Linked DNA regions of Mus musculus: all the other regions are linked to region 1. The links are chromatin contacts, called in public Hi-C maps. All regions are on one chromosome and are shown on one strand. Each heading gives the region's core, a stretch centred on a gene start, on an enhancer-like site or on the middle of the called end of the contact. The rest is flanking DNA. Distances are from core to core; before and after follow the strand shown. Region 1 overlaps Dnajc1 (DnaJ heat shock protein family (Hsp40) member C1). Region 2 has its middle 53 kb from the start of Gm33592. Region 3 overlaps Armc3 (armadillo repeat containing 3). Region 4 holds the start of 4930447M23Rik (RIKEN cDNA 4930447M23 gene).

Region 1 (3,199 bases), core at 178-2,677:
TAGCTTCTAGTTGTGAGAAAGAGAAATAGGAAACTAAACTTTCCACAGAGTTTCTGGTAAGAAAGCAGTGAAAGTTAGGACAGACGACTTTGATTGTTAGAAAAAACAGCAAAGAGGTTGAAGACCTGTAACAAGCTTTGCTGAGAGAAGGAAAAGAGATTAATGGTCCTTTTATCTATTGAACGATAGTCTGACTTGCAGAGTTGCTTCATCAGTAAAGCTATTGTGGACAAAGGGGAAAAAAGCAAACTAAGCTATCTCTTTTACTGGAATTCTGCCTTTAAGTTGCATTTCATCATTCCTTCTTTAGATAGGCTTTCTCCACATGCCAGATATTTCTCCTATATCCCTATGTATGGGTTCATATGTTGCAAGATTGTAGTCTCCAAACTGCAGAAATTGCAGGAAAGAGTGGGTGGGGGTAGAGTCCTCCAAAATGTATAGATGCTATGAGGACTAATGAAAGCAACAAGACCCTAAAAATTAATTACATCCCCACAAGCATTTCCATCTGCCTTCTAAGCCAGTTCTTAAAATCCTCCTTCTTCTTAGGGGAGATCTAGGGTGGTTTCTGTTTTAGATTATTTGAAAAAATTTTAAATTCTGATCTCAAGTAGAATGTTTAGCATAGGTGGCATAGTTTTTCAGGAATATTGCCTTCCTGACTCAGATACTATATTAGCTATATTAAGGTTTTGTCTTGTTTTGTTTTTGTTTGTTTGTTTTTGCTTTGTTTAGTAGAGGGAAATAAAAAAAAAAAAACCTTAATACTTGACTTTCCGCTTCTGGATGACTGTATTTTGGTCACATGCTTGGGATCAGGTCTAAACTCACATCCTAAACTGACTTAGCAGTTATTGAGAACACATGCACGAGGTCTGGACATTGGGCCACGTGAGTTGTTGTTTGGGTCTAAGAATTAGTGCTTTGGGTACTTGCTTCACCTTTACAAAATGTATTTTGATTCAAGGTTTGGTTTATGTGGCTATCTAGAAAAGAAGGAAGTGGATTTCTGAGAGGAATCTTTACCAAATCTGCATGTTGTAACTTAAACTTACCTAGATTGCAGCTTTTAGCTAAATAGTGTGTTTACGTGGCATAGTGTATCATATTGTTTTCATTTCTCTTGAAGTCTGATGGTAGCTAAGATAAATTCCTGAAGTTTGTCTGGTATTTGAATACTAAGTCCTAGTATTCTAGTTTGTCTGCTTCTAGCTCGTGAGATTATTTCAGGAAGTAGGGGACAGCTGTGTGATGAATAATGTCTGAGAAAGCATCCGTGTGCTCTGGCTCGCTCTCGAGCAGGGTGAGGGGTTTCTGCTACTTACACTTACCATCAGCCCCTATGGCTCTTCACTGATGCTGCTTCGTTTGATGAGACCCTTTACTGCGGTTGTACTGGAGTTATGGAAGAGAAGAGAAATAGGAGAGCCCGTGGGTAACCTAAATTTGTGAAAAGACTGAGGGAAGCTCGTCTCTTCCTTCACCGATCTTAACATGATCATAGAAATCAATAAATATAGCCTTTGTCCCAAGAAGACAGAATTCTTCAGCTCTTTTGCATTTTGTGGCTTAGGAAGAAGAGTTGAGAGAAGCCAGAGCTGAGAACATCCCTTGCTCCTGAAAGGCAAGGGCAATCATTTTAAGTGGCTGTTAATCTTTATTGGGTCTGGATTCCTTCAGACTTGTCCTCGAGCTATCTGTTAGCATTTTGACCAGACAGTTTTGTTTGTTTGTTCATTTGCTTGAGATGTAATCTCACTATGTTACCCCTGGCTGACCTGAAACCCACTGTGTAGACTAAGCTGGCCTTGAACCCAAAGAGATCTGTTTGTCTTTGCCTCCCAAGTGCTGAAAGGCATCTATCACCATGCCTGGCTTTAATTAGTAATTTTTAAAGTATTATTAAGATTCAGTGATAACTGGTGTGTTTGGAGAAAACTTGACATGCTGTTTTTGCATGTAGGATAATGTTGAGCCTTTGAGGGTGTGAGTAACAGGAAAATAGAGAGCTAAGTGTGGTGTGGTGCTCCTGTAATCTTGGCATTTGGGAGGCTGAGACCTCAGGATCAGAAGTTTGAAGACAGCTTTGACTATAAAGCATTTTGAGGCCTGATTGAGCTACATAAGACCTTGTCTTAACAACAAAACAAAAATGCAATAAAAAGACACAACATTTATGTGGATGGCCTTAGTTTATCATTGAACAAATCACATCTTTTGCAGTCTCACATACTTTATAGAAATAAAGCTTTTCACATAAGCCAGTAAGTATTTCACAAGATGTTCTTTACCAAATATTTGAACACCGTGTTGCGGTGTGGGTTTTTTAGTTTTTAGAGTGTGTGGAAATAGGATTCTTGCTCTCAAATACACATAGTTAAAAGAAGCCATATGCCTGTTTGGGAAGCAGGAAGATGAAACAGCAGTACGCCTGTTACTGTCTTAAAAAATACAAAGCTTTTCAAGATGCAAAGGGTTTTTTTGTTTTTGTTTTTTTAAGCCATCAGTGTAGTCACAGATAGAGCCGCTCATGCATCAGCTTGTGGTCTGTGACTTATAAACCCCTTCAGCACGCTCTACAGTCTCTCGAGAACAGTCTGCCCAAGGGAAGTTACTCTATCTGATTTTCCTAGAAGAAAAATTGAGGTGACTCTAACAAAACCAACCAAACAAATTAAACTAAAAGCAAACCTTCATGACAAAAAACTTGAGTAGTTATCATTTCATAGTAAAGAACATGTATATTTGGGTTTCTGAATAACCACTTCTTTTGAAAATGTTTCCTAATTAAAACCAGATGAGAGTAGCAAAGGAGGCATTTAGGTCACTAAAAGACAGATGTGCTTCATGAAATTTGCAGAATTCATCAATACCTATAACTGATTTATAATTGCATTTGGTCTTAACACATACCAATGTGGATCTAACAGGCACAGTAAGAGTAGAATAAAACACTTAAGGTGAAAGGGTTAATTGGCCTTGCACAGTTCAATTTGCCACTGTAGTGGTCCTTTCTGTTGTCTGTGTCAACAGAGTTGCTAAGTACTTTCCCACTAAGCTGCCACTCTTATTTATACAGTTGAACCACCAATGAGGAATGGGTCAGTTTACCAGTTGTCAGGCCTTTTCTTACTGCCTTTTCAGACCACTTCATGCTGTTTTACTCCAGCTGTTGCTACACACCTCCCTGAGCTCT
Region 2 (3,333 bases), core at 324-2,823, 690 kb before region 1:
ACACACACACACACACACACACGACACACTCTCTCTCTCTCTCTCTCTCTCTCTCTCATACACACACACACACACACACGCACACGTACATGCACACACACATATATACACACATGCACACAATGCACACATACACACGCATGCACACACATAATGCACATATACACACACACACATGCACATACACATTCACATTTAAAAAAAATTGAGTGTGGCTTGGAAAGACTATGAGTAACAGATGCATAAGGAAAGTAACGGGGGATGGGAGTTTAAGTAGGGCCTGGAATTACCCTACTACCTGAAATGCACTGTGCCTGCTTAGACTGAGCTCTGAATCTATTCTAAGCTTCCCAGCAATCACTTCAAGGGCCCAGCAAGAATGCAGTGCCTACATTATAAAATAGAGCCATTTGCCAGGTGAAGTGCAATATTCTTCGTATAAATTAAGACTATGAAGACAGCCTCATAAGGATCTTCATAAAAAGAACACACTGCCACATAATGAAGGCCATTTCCAACAGTGTCCTTACAGTAAATGGATGACGAATTACACTGGGCTGCTTCTTACTGATTCGCTGACACGGGCAAATGGCCCAATTTAGTTAAGTCACAATGCAGTTAAAGCAATTGTCCAGGAGGCTGCGATGACATGCCAGATATACAAGGGCCATACGGAAGAATGAAGGTATTAGCAAAGCCCAGCAAATTGCTCAGGGAATAGGAAGCTAAGCCAAAAACACATCATAAATCCATCATAGCGTCTCCTCCCACTGAAGTTAATAACTGACTTTTGTCTGTAGTCATGACCTAGATCACAATATTTTTCAAGAAGTAAAAGTAATGAAAGGCAGACTTGCACCTCAGAAGTCTGTGTCTTTGTGCCAGGGCTTTTCAAGTGTCCGGCAGCTGTAGACCAAACTCGTTCTTCAATTTCATTCACATTTACTTCCCTTGTTATGATTTGTGCTCACTTTTCAACAAGATTTTCTTTCCTTTTTTTCCTCTGCCTGTTTTGATCTGGTTACATGATTCCTGTACAATGTGCTAAGCCCTGCTCACTACATGGAATAGATGGAGTCTTGTTCTGTGCTTCCATAGCACTGGGAAACAGTGACACAGCTTAGTGCACGCTGAACGTACAGTACTATACATGTGCAGTTTTGTCTTAGTCTTTGTGATTCCTGGGTAAAAAAGATGCTTGTAGTGTCTCCACTTTATGAAGATTAAGATACTCAAGGTAAACTTACATGTCCAACACCACACAGAGCAAGTGGCAGAGTCAGCGTTCATAGACAGAGAGCTTGCCTCCAGAGCTCCACATGTCAGCTGGAGCTCTCAACAATACACACACCAGTGGTTATCAGATGGCATTTAGTTGTTTATATTCTTATATCTCGCCTGTCAACAGCAGGCCGAGCTGCCCTCTGGCACCATTGTCAGCATCCACTTATTTATTGTGGTGATTTAAACATGAAAGCCTCCCCAGACGCTCATGTATTTGAACACTCGGTCCCCAGTAGGTGCTGCTGTTTGAGGAAGCTTGAGGACCTTGCTAGAGGAAGTCCATCACTTGGGGTGAGCTGTGAGGGTTTGTAGCCTTGCCCTACTTCCTGTTCTGCTCTCTGCTTCCTGCATCCTGTGTGTGATGATGAAAACGGGATCATCCCACTTCTTGCTCCTGCCGCCACACCATGCTTTGTCTGCCATGGAGTACTCAAACTCTCTGGACCATGGAGCCATAGGCCAAAAGAAACTCTTCCTTGAGTAGTTTTTGGTCATGATCTTTTATCACACTAACAGAAAAGTAACAAAGACAGTTGTCTTCCCACCAGAGAAGATGCTTGCTCCTTGTGACATTGGACACATTATTTGGCCTTGCACTAGAGCAATCACAGAAACGCAACCATAATAACAGCCATAACCTCAAAGTGGCCTGACTCCTCTCTCCCTGTGCACATAAACGTCTCTGCCCTGCCCTGGGTCTTGCCCACCTCTATTTTGTTTCTCTTTCTCTGCCATGGTCTGTTATTTCTCAGTCTCCTTGGTTCTGCTTTTCCTGCCTATCTTAGATTGTCACCTGCCCCTCTTCCTTCCCCAGTCCACACTTCCACTTCATTCTCCTGCATTCCAGGTTGCTCCTTTCCAGCCCTGACCTTTGTTCTGAGAGCAGAACCTGTACAACAGGTGCCCCCTTGCTTCCCAGCATCACCTGCACCCATAGAGCACATCTTCGTTTTCTTCTTAGCACCTGAAACAAGGTAGACACAAAATAAATGCTTTTTAAGAGATAGACACAAAATAATACTTTTTCTTATATGTGACCATTCAAAACAGGAATGCTTTCATGTCCAATCTCAGTGCTTGGCCCAAGCTTTGGGATGCTGTTTGACATAAAAAAACACATAGGTGGAGTCAATTCTTTATGATGTATGTGTGGCTACTTATTACTGTTCTTTGTTTCCTTCTAGTGGAAAGAGTTTGTTTGCTTTGACTAAAATCAACCACCACTTCCCTCCTAGGGCAAGGCTCCAAGCCCTAACATGGTGCCTCGGCATGAGGAGCGTTTGCAGGGGGGCTTTTCACAACTGCAGAAGAGAAATGAAGACAGATACATGAGAGATGATTCAGAAATGTTCCTCAAGAGACTGAGAGGAAAAATTAGAGGCAAGAACGGCACTCAGTATGTGATATGGAAAATCTGAATACTGATGCCAAGGGACGGCTGTACGAGGTAGATCTCAGAAGGGATGGATGCTTCCTTTCTGACAGACCCTGGAGTGGAAGAGGACTTGCCTGGGGCTGTGCAAAGCTCTGGATTCCGCCCCCAGCACTTAAAACCAACAGCAAAAGGGTGTGAGGAAGAGGTGCGGCTGTGCCTGACTGGGAAGAGGATCCAAAAATCACATCCTGCCATCATGTGCCTCCTCAGTGAATAGACCAGTTCAGACCAGCCAGCACCCCACACTGACCCACACAGGGACCCACACCTCATCTGGTGCTCTGTGGTGGGGATCCTCAGCCACAGTAGTGACGTGGGCTCCAGACAAGAGCAGAAAAGTGAATGGCTAGATGCAGTGGCTTCCTGTTGCTGCCTGCTTCTTCTTATAGATCCGGGGTGGGAAGGAAAGACGTGGTACAGAGTGAAGAGTGACTGGAGATGGTGTTAGCCTAAATGTAGTGAACCAAGGGACACCCTGGGCTATTTCTCTGTTAAATGAGTTCCTTTCTGAGACAGAAACAGAAAAAGAGAGAGAGACAGAGACATAGAGACAGGCAGGCAGAGACAGACAGACAGACAGACACAAACATAGAGACAGAGTTACAGAGAAACAG
Region 3 (3,429 bases), core at 594-3,093, 900 kb before region 1:
CAAGGTGCCTCAGTGTCCTGCCTACCTCTGGTAACCTGGGGAAGTAACATGCATCTACTTGCTCACGTGTAAAGGAACAAATGCACACAACAATGACAAGGACATTTCTCCACACGGAAGACTGCTGTAGGATCTGAAGCTACACTCTACTGGGGTACTTAGCTAAGTGTTTACCCATAACTGCCAGCTACCAGCAACGGCAGAATCTACCACGGGGAAATATGACCGTATTCCGCCATTCGTATGTGTGTGGGAAATCATCCTTTTCAGACCACCTTCCAGCCAAACAGCTGATATAAACTTGCAGGGTCAGAGTGGAGGCAGCTTCTTCAGAGATCGGATCTGAGCCTTTCCGTGTAGCTACAAATAATGAGCAATAAGGGCCTATTCCCAAGTGAAGGAAAAAGATGTAGGGGATGATTAATAATAATATGAAAAGTCAAGGGTGGATACAAAGTAATGTATAGGTTTAAACAGGCTTCAAATTAAAAGAGAAATAATGTGAGGATATCCAATCGGTTTGATAATTTCCTGTGAAAATCAGTAATGCCGGGAAGCAGACAGTACTAGCAACTTTAAAATGTTATGCAAATATCAGCCCCGCTCTGTAGGTAATAAAGGCAGCACAGATAATTTTCTAATTGAACATTTTATGAGATTCACCGAGCCTCAGAAAACTGGTAGTTAATCAAATTCAAAGTGTTTGTCGAGGTCTGGCAAGCATCAGCTGACACAGAGTAGGGATGGGGAATCAGGTGGTTTTATTGAAAACTCAGGTTTTCATTCTGAGTGCTTTTTAACTTCAGTATGACTCCCACTCCACCCCACCTCACCCCACCCCACCCCCAGCCCAATAAAAGCAAAGACAGGACACGATTCTTCTACGCAAACAGGAAGAGAGGCACTATGGGTGGATATAACAAACGGCCACTCAGTAAATTTGGATGGAAGGAATGAGGTATCCTCATAAGGATACAATGAGGACTCTTTTCTTTTGTCATTGTAATACAAAGCACTTTTATCACTTTGTCCATTGCAAATGTGTGTGCGCACCACGGCTTCTGTGTGCAGCTCAGAGGGCAACCTCTGACAGTCAGATCTTTCCACTGTGTGGGTAGGACTTGAGACTCGAACTCAGGCTTAGTGACAAGGGCCATTACCCACTGTCCAATCTCCAAGGCTCTCAAAGGACTTTTAAAGTCCCAAGCGCTTTGAAATTATTATCCTTAGTTTTTTGTTTTTGTTTTTTTAAAATGACGATCCTTTAAACAAAAGCAGCCTTCCTAAGGCAGCAATGTTATGTTGCCTCTCACTTTTATTGGGAGACTTCCAAGCTTCTAAAATTTTACAATGAATTTAAACAAAAATTAAATAATCTTTTCTATTGCCATGGGATGCATCTATTGCTCAAACGTGCTGCGTTTGTCCCTGTGATAACACAGCGAAGCAAATATTCAGTCACTGGTGGAGGAAAAAAAAATAAGAGGTGTCAAAACATTTTGAAACGACTGCACCTCAAAAAGGGACAAAGACAGACACAAACATCTGCTAACCGTGTATTTAGCAGTAGAATACTATCACAGTAAAATGCTTTCCAGATCACAATCTTTTAATAATGTTCCAAAAATATTATTTTAGGCTCACCAGAGTGTTTCAAATTAAATTAGTGTGTGTTTCATTAAAACACAGAGCGCTCGGTCCATTTTTGCCCCTCCCCCAACTCTCTCCTGAGGCGCCACTAGGGGGCAGTATGAAGACGCGGTTCTTGCCGCTGTGGGTGAAGGGAAATCGCTCAGAAAACCATTTTCTTAAGAAAAACCCGACGCGACAAAGACAATAACTGCGTGGCTTAGGCTTTAGGTCCGACCCATACATCAAGCCTATGTGCTGAGTTTGCGTCTTTCGTGGGTCGTTTCTCAGTGCAATGTTTCTTTAAGGGTTTTGAGACCCGAGATTACTTATCCTAAGTGAATCTGAGTGCTAGGGAGCCCTGGGTCTAGACAGAGTGGTAATTTTTCCTTAAAGGACTGTAGTAAACAACCGCAGCCATCTCGGAGGGTGTGTGGCGTCCCTTCCTGCAAGATATGACGGGGAGAAGGGAAGAATTGGCGTTTGGCCACTTTTAACAGATGTGTGTTGTTGTGTTCCTGTCTTCAAAATAAGTGGTCATCACTCACTCTGTTACAGCCAGCATTCTACAAGAAAATATGGCGACTCTACAGATCATCAGCCCCACATCTACAAGTTAAAAGGTATACAACGAAGTGGTAAAATAAATAAACACAGCATATTATGTTACCAGCCCCACGCCCAGCTTTATTTATTCGGGTGGTGATTTTTTTAAAGCATGAACACACACACACACACACACACACACACACACACACACACACACACACACTTTCTGCACTGGCATAGATAATACCCACTTCAGCTCAGACCATTCCTGGCTATGTGACAGGACCTGAGTCCTGGTTTTTCTCAAGGCATGCTATATACTCTTTCAATAGTATATAAAAATCTATCCTGAGGATGTATTTAAATTTTCCCCCACATATTATATATGGTTTTCTTAGACATGATAATCAACAAATAAATTTTGTAGACGTTAAAGTGATAGTATCTGTCTTCCTTCAGCTTTATTTAAAGGGGAGAAATTTTCTTTGTTTCTAGAGAAATTTTAATACCAATACTACTAAATGATCAGTCAGTCATTCATATTGACAGAGATATAGAGTCAAAGAGAGTCAAAAGTTAACAAAGCACTCAGGCACATCCGTGTAAGGCTCTCTGTCTCTGCACAGAGCCCCTTAATCATCATCAGTGTTTGTGCTCCTGGCCGCAGGTCACACAAAAGTAGAGAAGTCCCTGGAGACTTGTCTCTGCTATTTCGAAGGCTTAAGGTAGCCCAACAATTAATCGATGTATTTTTAAGTGGCCAGTTATATATGCTACAATTCAGAACTTTCTTGGGTTGCTACTTTTGTGGGAGTTGAGAAGCTATACAAAAGAACTGCAAATTCCACAGGAAAATGGGGAGAAGGGGGTCTTTAAAACTCTAGGGTCTTTAAAGCTATCTTCATGGAGCTAAGGTAAGATGGCTATGAAGAATCAGGGTCCATATAGTTGAACACAGTTGTTTGTGAAGAGTTTAACCTTAGTTACAAGTTTCCACTTTTTTGTAAGTATAAAATGATTATAGTTGTTGTTTTCAATATTTATTCATTGGTATTTACTAAAATTGTATCTTTAAAAGAGATCCTTTTAAAAAAGCCTGGTCTGCATCTATATTCATCTTCAAATCTTGTCTGGTTTTTCAGTGAGTAAATTTAGTTATTAGTGCAAAGGATTACTGAATTCTTTCCATTTTGGGGGCAACTTTGAATCTAATTCTGGTCAGATCCAACAGATGGCAGTGATGTTATAAAC
Region 4 (3,235 bases), core at 634-3,133, 970 kb before region 1:
CCGGATGCTGCAGCCCCTGATCACTTGATCTGGCCCTACCCCATGCCTGGAGCAGTCTCCACTGACTTCTCCACATTGGCTCCATTTCTTTCTGGACAGACATGGAAAAGTGCCCTTTCTGGGGACATGCCAAAGTTCCCTTTAGTCCTTCTGCTGTCACTGGGAAACCTAAGGTCCTCAGATTTGAGCAATTTAAGAATCAGTATGGATCAAAGAAGACCAAGGCATACCTACTGCCTACATGAACCTGCCAGAACAAAGTAGTCATATCTTTATGACCTGGCATTCTGACCCTCAATCCTGTACTTGTGAAACTACTATTCCTGCCTTACCCTGATGTTGAGCCTGAAACCCAGGTGGGATCTCCCCCCCCCCTCCCCCCGGTCTCTCACAAGCAGGCAGTTATGGATGGAGGTGTTCCACTAGCTCATGCAATGCTCCCATCTGTATAACCTGCCCTTGCAGGACTGCGTAAGCTCTTGATACCAGGACATACTGCTTTCCCCCAGCCAGCACTCGTTTTTGTGATGTCATGATGCTGTTTTCCAGAGTTCTAGGTCATGGCAACCTGACTTTGGAAGTCATGAGTTAAAGCGTGTGTTTGCACTCTGAGCTGACTGTACAGAACAGGTCTCAGCTGGAACAGACAGGCCACTGTGGCACAGGCTTGCATTCTCACTAATCGAAGGGGGTGGCAGGATTGTGAGTTTGAGGCCAGCCTGGGCTGTATAGTGGGATCCTGTTGAAGAAGATCAGAAAAAGAGGGAGAGATGAGTGGGGAGCAGGACGAAGAGGAAGAGGAGGAGAGGGAGGAAAGGAAAGGGAGAGAGAGGGGAGGGAGAAGGGGAGGAGAAAGGGATGGGGAGAGATGTCCAGCAATCATAGGAGCCAAAAACTGCCTATAGTCATTCTGGGACCTTCTGAGCCAGCCTAGCAGTCTGGCCAGGTGCATCTTCCCCCCCCCGCCCCCCCCCCCCGCGAGGGATTACTGTCAGATTTAGAATAGAGAAATCATCTCACAAGTGTTCTAACCTGAGCTCAAGCATGAAGCGGCAGGTGTAAGAGGATGGCAACCCTCACCTACGGCAGGGCCCACTCCGCTTCTGTGCTTTGCCCCTCCATCTTGTTGCATCCTGATTTTGTTGCCTGGTTTTGTGTCCGGAGATCTTCATAGGCCAGGTGAACATCGCAGTGAAACGCGGTGGCTTTGTGCATAAGGGCTTCATTTTTCACAGCCATCCTTCTAATAAAAACTGTTTGAAGAAGGAGAGATTGAAGGTTTCTGAGGTTTAAGCCAGGTTGTCATCTAAATCATCATCTCTTCTGGACAAAGCAGCCATTGTCTGCGGGAGTTGGCATGACGGAGAAACCACAAGAGGGCGCACAAAGCCTCGGAATAAATGCTTCGTCTATCCTGGACGCTAAGGAGGCAGAATTGCCAACCCCAGCGCTGGAGGACTCTAACTCCTCCAGACATACGAATGTTCTAGAAGCCCTTCGAGGATGTTTTCATGGTTAGATAAAGAATAGCACTGCAAGTGCACAGAGGGGAGATGTAGGAGGAGTGTTGAGAAGAAAGGGAGTGATTGGCAGGAGAGAAGGGATAAGACAGGAAGACCAAAGGCAAGGAGAGAGGAGAGCCGGGTGGGTGGGAGGGACGGGTGGAGAGGAGACAGGAAAAGGAATGTCGCTTTTTATAGGGCCGAGAGACACGGAAGTCTGGTGTTTCTGTGGACCAGATGGTGTGGCAGGGGAAGGGACCAGGCTGCGGCTTCTCTGGGGGAGAAAGCTGGATGTCTCCCAGGTCTATGAAGTCTGAAGTATGGCGTGAGCTGTCTGAGTCTCTCAAGGGCTTTCCCAGCCTGTTTGCCAGCCTGCAAACTTACCCTTTCTTTGTTGTCACTTTAAAGTCACAACTTGCCTTGACCATGAACATCCATCCTCCTGGCAAACAAGGCCTCATTTTGACGTCAGCAGGCCATGAGGCAAGAGAAGGTGGGCCTGGTAGTAATGACTCCCAGCTGCTTCACGATCACATTTTATTACTGATTATGTAAAACTTTGAGATAATGGAAAAGGAAGTAAGTGGTTGGTTTTTGTTTTCCATTTAAAAATATGTCAGTCCAACAAGAATGGGTAATATTTTGCAAGCTCTTCCTGTATTTGGGGTAGAGATGTAACCTCTAACATTCAAGTGGCATGGGGAAGGAACTGGAATTATCTCTGTCACAGAGGTGAAGTGACTCACCCAAAGACACTTCGCAAGCAGCAAAGGCTGACTTCTGAGCCCAGATCTTGCAACTGCAGAGCCTGTAGCTTGACTAAAATTCATGTCTGTCCAGTGAGCCCAAATTTAAGAATCTATTTCCAAATACCTCTTTGTCATCCATGAATGGAGTTCTTAAATATCTTGACATTAGGACCCCTGTATAGTGTGTGTGTGTTTTAACCAAGTTTCTCAGAAAAAAACCTACAATCTCCATTGACCTTTTTTACAGAAATGATTAATTAGTTACAACAGACTACTGTGATTGGAGTGTTTTAAGCCCTGAGGCAAATTATCTTGGACTACTTTGGTGCCCTAAATAGTCAATTTTTTTGCCTGTTCTGAAAACATCCTGTAACTATTAGGTAAATCATTTTAGAATGTGCTATCAGGTCTCTGGCTTCCACTGATTCAGAAGCCATGAGGCTCAGCAGATACCATTTGAAACCTATAGCATTTGAAGCCTATAGCAGAAATGTCCCACTTTTCGGTAAGTACCTAATTCATGAAAAATGTCTTGAGTTATGACTTTCTTTTGTTGTGTTACTATAAAAAAACTTCATGAATCTGCTGTCATATTGCAACATGGAATCTAAAGTAACCTAAATCGGTGTTCCCAGGCCATGGTTACTCATATTTGTCTCCAAAATAAACTATCTCTTCTCTTTGAGATGAAGGCTATGTTTTCTACTTGACAGCAAAGTGTGACAGCAAAGTGTGTCCCATAAGTGTGTGTGTATGTATGTGGGTGAGCAGATGGGTGAGCAGGTGAATGGGCTGGTGGTGTGTGTGTGTACAGAGACCTACATCAGTATCTTTGTCCCTCACTCTTCACCTTGTAGTTTGAAACATGGTCTCTCACTGAACCTAGTGCATATAGATTGGCTTGACCAACTGACCAAGAAAGTTCCAGGGACTCTTGTCTCCTTGCCCTAGCATTCAGGCAGATACTCTGCACACCCAACTTTT

The links. Hi-C and Micro-C count contacts between places; a contact is called where the count stands out from the background.
Region 2: a Hi-C map of the HPC-7 cell line shows a contact between it and region 1, with 3 times the contacts expected there. The contact joins two enhancer-like sites.
Region 3: a contact with region 1 is called in a Hi-C map of uterus, with 4 times the contacts expected there. The contact joins two enhancer-like sites. A contact is called at or near these places in 1 of 39 promoter capture datasets (the 3T3-L1 cell line), 1 of 15 datasets of contacts at CTCF or cohesin (large pre-B cells), 81 of 484 Hi-C or Micro-C datasets (the 63-12 cell line, the AtT-20 cell line, B cells and 53 more), 14 of 115 datasets of contacts at active chromatin or transcription factors (bone marrow-derived dendritic cells, bone marrow-derived macrophages, craniofacial prominence and 11 more) and 1 of 9 other capture datasets (embryonic stem cells).
Region 4: a contact with region 1 is called in a Hi-C map of uterus, with 4 times the contacts expected there. The contact joins the promoter of 4930447M23Rik here to the enhancer-like site in region 1. A contact is called at or near these places in 2 of 15 datasets of contacts at CTCF or cohesin (large pre-B cells and pro-B cells), 59 of 484 Hi-C or Micro-C datasets (B cells, the Ba/F3 cell line, CD4 T cells and 38 more) and 6 of 115 datasets of contacts at active chromatin or transcription factors (bone marrow-derived macrophages, embryonic basal ganglia, embryonic forebrain and 3 more).

What each region holds. Positions count from the first base shown.
Region 1 is chr2:18,370,664-18,373,862 of GRCm38.p6, reverse strand. All of the region lies in intron 1 of Dnajc1 (DnaJ heat shock protein family (Hsp40) member C1), which reads left to right. Among named protein-coding and RNA genes, the nearest start is that of Dnajc1, 21 kb to the left of the region's middle. Within about 2 kb of position 1,427, at least 20 of the 459 cell types and tissues checked have an H3K27ac peak or open chromatin away from gene starts, as enhancers often do. A contact at or near this core is called in the HPC-7 cell line, the P5424 cell line, tail fibroblasts and 1 more, where this site is marked.
Region 2 is chr2:19,057,716-19,061,048 of GRCm38.p6, reverse strand. No RefSeq gene overlaps it. Among named protein-coding and RNA genes, the nearest start is that of Gm33592, 53 kb to the right of the region's middle. Within about 2 kb of position 1,573, at least 58 of the 459 cell types and tissues checked have an H3K27ac peak or open chromatin away from gene starts, as enhancers often do. A contact at or near this core is called in the HPC-7 cell line, where this site is marked.
Region 3 is chr2:19,274,780-19,278,208 of GRCm38.p6, reverse strand. The region is part of intron 10 of Armc3 (armadillo repeat containing 3); the gene reads right to left. Among named protein-coding and RNA genes, the nearest start is that of 4930447M23Rik, 68 kb to the left of the region's middle. Within about 2 kb of position 1,843, at least 147 of the 459 cell types and tissues checked have an H3K27ac peak or open chromatin away from gene starts, as enhancers often do. A contact at or near this core is called in the HPC-7 cell line, the P5424 cell line, tail fibroblasts and 1 more, where this site is marked.
Region 4 is chr2:19,342,965-19,346,199 of GRCm38.p6, reverse strand. 4930447M23Rik (RIKEN cDNA 4930447M23 gene) reads right to left here and starts at 1,883. Exons shown (of 4, transcript NR_126563.1): 1 at 1,081-1,883.